Linked DNA regions of Mus musculus: region 2 is linked to region 1. A link is a contact called in public promoter capture Hi-C data. All regions are on one chromosome and are shown on one strand. The core of a region is the stretch at or near the end of the contact, and the rest is flanking DNA. Distances in the headings are between cores, read along the strand shown. Region 1 holds the start of Col5a2 (collagen, type V, alpha 2). Region 2 holds the start of Col3a1 (collagen, type III, alpha 1).

Region 1 (2,815 bases), core at 143-2,642:
CTTATTTAGCCCATTCATTAAGTATGAGCAAGACAGCCATGGGAACAGCAGTGTGTTGGTGAACGAATTCACTAAACAAAGGCAGGTCTTGGTGACAAGTTATTTTCAATGATACAGGGCTAGAAAGTTGTTTTTGGAACTTCTCCAGAGTTTAGTTCCACCTCTCAATTTAAAGCATCTTGGATTTCTTTATTAAGGAAATTAAATAGTAAATGAAGCCTCATATACCTATTTTAATTTATACTATCCCTTTTCTTTGCATTTATTTGGGGTTTAGTTAATTCCACACATAGCTGTATATATTGTTTGTATTTTTTTGTTTCACGTAGATATATTTTTTCAGCATTTGCATACACATGTTCCTTAAAGGTGATGGATGCTGACTTTGTTTCTAGTCTGCCATAATCCTTCCTCTATTCAGTGTGTCTCAGAGCACCTGTTCAGTGCTGAGTAACTATGAACAATTGAGTCACACATGACATGTTATGTGGGGCTTGATCCAGATCCCCCAGAACGCACACTATCAAATGAATTAGACTGTCAAAAACACTGAGGGCGTTTAAATCTGTCAAGCTTGAGTAGCACACAAAGTTAATGCCTTGCTCTTTACAGAAATATGCAGCTAGGACTACCACATTCCGTGGAAAGCTGGTGTGGGGTTCATAACAGCATCATTCACTTTTATGTAGCTCTTTGTAATTTAGAATCTAGTTAACAGCATATTGCTCAGTTTAGTGTCACCAGATCCTGCACACTGGTCAGGCCAAAGCCCCTTTTCTAACAACAACAACAAAAAAATTTGGACAGTTAAGGACTATGTATAAATTCACAAAATTGGTGAGTTGGCAGATCTGATATTGGAACCTACCCTTTCTGAGACTTAAACCAGTGTGTTTTCCTCCCTCCACAAGCTTAGTGAACATATTTGTTTTTTAACACAATAGCATGCTCTGTGACGAGGAGAACGTATAGATGTGCCTACTAAAAAGATGTGGAAATAACTCAATGTAAAGTATCTCAAGTTCATTTTGTATTGGCCATATTCTGCCTCCTTTCTTCCACAATCTTCTCAGAGCATAGGAGAGGGAGGAGGATGAAAATTGGGACAAGAATCCTTCCTCCATTGCCAAAAGAAAGGGTTAAAAAAGTGACGTTTTAAAGGCTTAAGTGGCAAAGAGAATTCTGAATTATTTAAGTGCAAAAGAAAAAAAAATCCACTAAAAGGCTGTAATCCTCCCTAAAGTTTTTTTAGTGTCTCTGGAAAAAGTCAGTGGGTGTGTGTCTGGGGAAGGGTTGGGGAGGGTGGATCAGACTCCTTCTAATAGGCTTTCTTTAAAAAAAGAAGAAAAGAAAACACACACACACTCAAACAGAAGGAGAAATAAAAGTTTGTCTCTGTTGAGAAGCTTCCTCTGTGCTTAAAATCTACAAGAAGCACTGAAAACTCAAGTCGCAGAGGCGCGCGCTCTGATTTGGTTGTTTACCATCAATCAGACGGTTGCTTGGCAGACACTGGATGGTTATGAGCCTGAACAAGCTGAAAGGGGCAGGAAAAGAAGTGGAGGCAGCATTCTTCCTATTTAAAGCTGCACCGCTTGAAAAAAGTTTTCGCAGACTGTGCCGGACCTGGTGCTGAAACAGACTGAGGCAGCGCGGGGACTGGTGCTGAAAAAGAGCCCCCAGCGGAATTCATGGTGCTACAGTGACCTCAGTATCTACTCTTCGATCCCAGGAGGACCCACATGTCTCATATTTAGACATGATGGCAAACTGGGTGGGAGCAAGACCTCTCCTCATTCTTTCTGTTTTATTAGGGTACTGTGTCTCAATAAAAGCCCAGGAACAAGAGAATGGTGAGTTTGCCTTTTGCTTTGCTTATGGTGTTTATGGCTTGGTTTGGGAACTAGATGGAATGTTAAGCTTCAGGAAGAGGATAAAGAGAAGACTCTGGTTTGAAGTTTGAGAAGGGGGCTCTAGGATTTGTAGCTTGGCTCTGGAGACTAGGCACATTTGCAAATCCGGAGCTTCTGTGCGTGCCCTGGCAAAAAGTGGGCTTCTGACATCCTGTAAGAGCCAGGATATCACCAGTCTTTTTTTTTTTTTTTTGCCGGAATGTAAGAGTGGGACGTTTAAAAGAAAACAAGAGTGCTTAAAACGGAGCCCCGGAGGCACTTTTAGTTAGAGGTCTGTCCTGTGGGCAGGCGCTTTCCAAGCAGGGAAAGCCGCTGCAGCAGAAGCTGGGCAGGGTGGAGTCTTTCCTGTGTGAACTTCAGCAGCTTCATGAAAGTCTTTGTTTAGAAAAACCTCTCCAGCAGGCAAATCCGATAGTTCGGAATTTCCTTTGTCTTTGCTCTTTATCCTCCCCTCCTAAAGTTTTCATCTCTGATCTTAAAATCGGGTTTGCCTACAGAGAGGGAGTCAAGTTTATTTCTCCATGACAGACTCTGATAGAAACCAGATTTCTTAAATTTCTGTGCTTTCCCACCCTACTGACTTGATTATCAGGACAGCATGGTTCCTGGGTGGATGGATGAAGGCAGGAAATTCTACTTGGAACAGAGTATTAAGAAGGACTTTCCCCTTAGACCCTTCCTTTCTCCCTTTCTTCTTCTCTTCCCCCGTTCCTTCTATTTTCTTTTCTTTTAAGGCATATCTTGCTTGGTTACTGTTTTGTTTTGTTTCCCCTATGTGATTTACATATGTTAGTGCTGGGATGTATTGTTAAGCAAAATGGCGTGGCTGCTATAGAATAAAACTTAAAAATAAAATAAAATGGGCCTCGTTGATATTAACGTTAACTTTTGAAGGTTGAAGT
Region 2 (2,815 bases), core at 129-2,628, 190 kb after region 1:
CAGAAATATAAAGTGTCTCCTTCCCTTACTCTTGCATAGATAACTTCTGAAACTAGTGAAGACACTGCACACAGTGGAAAAACGAATGCTCATGAAGCATTTGCTAAAACTAAAGGTTTAAATACCAACGTGTTTGATTATGTATGAAAAGAACTGCTAGCAACTTCTTTTAGCCACAGATAAGATTTACATCAACACAATTATTTTGAAAAAAGTGTGCACCCCAAATTTTCATGATGACAAGGAACATATGCATTTTTAAAAGTATTTAAGTAAATAATGAGACAGTTGCTTTTAATTTGGGGCACAAGAAAATAAAGATCATTACATTTGGCTACCAAAACTATTTCAAGTCTGCCTTTTTGAGCAAAACTTGTATCTTTACCTTGTTTGGAGGAAAGCAAAAATATTCCTGTTAAATTATGTTATCTTCAGTAATGGAAATCCAGCTAAACAGAACATAAAACAACTTTTGGCAAACTCTGAGCACATTGAATGTGTGCAATCATGGAATGCAATAAAAACAGAAACAATGACACGTTTTTGCAGCCTGGGCTCATTTCTGGAAGGTCCATAGATAGTCCACATTTATAGTTTTACAGAAATACATAAGGGATTCTATTTATTTTCTAGTATCTTCTTAAGGGTTATTCATTTCAGAGACATTTCTAGTGCATTCTTTTGAAAAACATGGCTAAATATCCTATCTTTGTAAAGAGAGCAGTGTACAAAGGAGAACATGAAATTATTACAAGAGACCAATAAATTCCAGATGGCCTGGGAGCATGCCAAGATGTTCACAATGCAGGAGGGGAGTACTTTAAAACATTTTTTAAAAGGTGAACATGAAATCAAGTTAATTTAAGAACAGTTTTTACCTTAAACAACTAGAGAATATTATACATGTACATTAACTTTTAAAAAAATCAAATATAGAAAACAAAATTAAGGTTAACAAAACATTCCACAGTCAGAGGCTAGACAGGAAATTCTTAGGAGGCTGATTTTCCCACTATCTTACCCTTTGTAAGAAGTTAAGGCAAAATTAACCCAGAAAGCCTGTTCAAATCGGTACCTACTTACCTACGTTGGACTGCTGTGCCAAAATAAGAGTGGGATGAAGAAGGGTGAGAAGAAACCAGGTTCCACTTTGCACAAAGCTCATCATGTCTAAATATCAGACATGAGACTCTTTGTGCAAAAGAGGAGAGAGGAAGAAGCAGCTCAGAGTAGCACCATCAGTTGTCCCTGCCCTTCAGCACCGGGCCCGTCATAAAACTCAGCCGCTCGCTTCCCTCTGCTCTGGCCTTAAATAGGAAAAAGTTTGGCTTCCCTCACTTTCCAGCCCCTTTCTGAAATATGAGAGCAGAACCCATCCCCTCAGCAGTAAAAGCAATGATTAATATATTTTTCCCTGTGTGTAGAGGACACAACCCACAGACACAGAAACAGCACATCTGGAGCATGTGTACATCAGCCTATGCATATGTTTATAACATGCATTAGTCTTAAATACATATTTGCATGACAGAAACACATAGGAATGTGCTTTGTGATAGCCTACAACAATTGTTTGTGTGTTTTTAAATTTCCCTCTGAAACAGTAAAAACTGTCTGAATTTGAAAAAGTGTTTTGACTCCCATTCTCCGGCATGGTCATTTTGTAAATTTTATCTTTCTAGAAGACTCTGATACTTTGAGTTTTGCCAGAGTCCATCCTGACTCAATTTTAACAGGAAACTGTAAGAGACTATAAAGGAAAATCCTCTGAAGGCCCTGAACTCACCACCCACTCTGCATTCCAAATGTTAGACTGGAGGCAATTGTCACAAAACTGTCTTTGAGCTATGTTTGAAGAGATATTGAGACTCTTATCTGTTACTGTTCCCCTTGCTCTATTTCTCACGAATTTCTTTAGCAACCCTGACTGCTTCCTTGTAAAATTTCCAGTTTATGTGTTACTAAAGAAATCAGAACAGGCATTACTAAAGAGAAAAAAAAGCAATCAAACTTTTCAAGTCTTGTCCTTGTAAGAAACTACAAAAGAGAAAGTTCAAAGTGTGGAATAGAATTTCTAATTTCTAATGTAATAATTACTACAAATATGTCTACATCAGTATTTTCTATGTTTCTGTTCCAAGACCTCATCTGAAGAGTTTTCTATGTATTTCTAGATCTAGTTGAGGAATAAATACCACTATATCTCTGATTAAATCTCTGTAGAAAAAATGTACTTGTTACCCTTATTATGATGACCAACTTATATCTTGATACCCTATCCTTCACTTCCTTATTCCTTCATTTATCTTTAAAAATCAATCGTGGGCATTTTGATCCTAATCATGGCCATGTGCATTTATTTCTTTAGTCTTAACCTCATAGAAATATTCCCTTTTTGTGCATGCACACTTAAAAATTTACCCCATTATATCAATTCATGTTATTTCTTAATGATCCAGCTCAAAACTTCCCTCTTTAGGAAAACCATCTCATTTAGAATTATTTTTTATATATAATTTTCTCTTTCCTAATATATAATACTATTTTTAAAAATCTGTTTTTATAGACATCAATGCTATAAGCATGGATAATGCTATGTCTTCCTCCATGTGTCCCTGCTCACAGAGAGCCCACACTGAGATGTTCAAGGAAGAAAAGTGATGTCTTTTGGCGACAAGAAGCAATAAAATAGGACAAAAATCCACCCCCTGTGCATCTTCTGATTTCAGATTGGAGAAGAGCTGCCAGAAGAGGCAGGGAATAGAACTTCTGAGATTGGCTGGGCTCGGGTTAAAGTGAAGAAATTGAGGACCGA

Evidence for each region. Promoter capture Hi-C pulls out the DNA fragments that hold promoters and counts their contacts.
Region 2: a contact with region 1 is called in a promoter capture Hi-C map of 3T3-L1-derived adipocytes, with 7 times the contacts expected there. The contact joins the promoter of Col3a1 here to the promoter of Col5a2 in region 1. A contact is called at or near these places in 15 of 39 promoter capture datasets (the 3T3-L1 cell line, 3T3-L1-derived adipocytes, cranial neural crest and 8 more), 3 of 484 Hi-C or Micro-C datasets (myocytes and uterus) and 1 of 9 other capture datasets (adipose tissue).

Annotation. Positions count from the first base shown.
Region 1 is chr1:45,501,859-45,504,673 of GRCm38.p6, reverse strand. Col5a2 (collagen, type V, alpha 2) reads left to right here and starts at 1,392. Exons shown (of 54, transcript NM_007737.2): 1 at 1,392-1,853. The coding sequence starts at 1,760.
Region 2 is chr1:45,310,101-45,312,915 of GRCm38.p6, reverse strand. Col3a1 (collagen, type III, alpha 1) reads right to left here and starts at 1,378. Exons shown (of 51, transcript NM_009930.2): 1 at 1,084-1,378. The coding sequence starts at 1,168.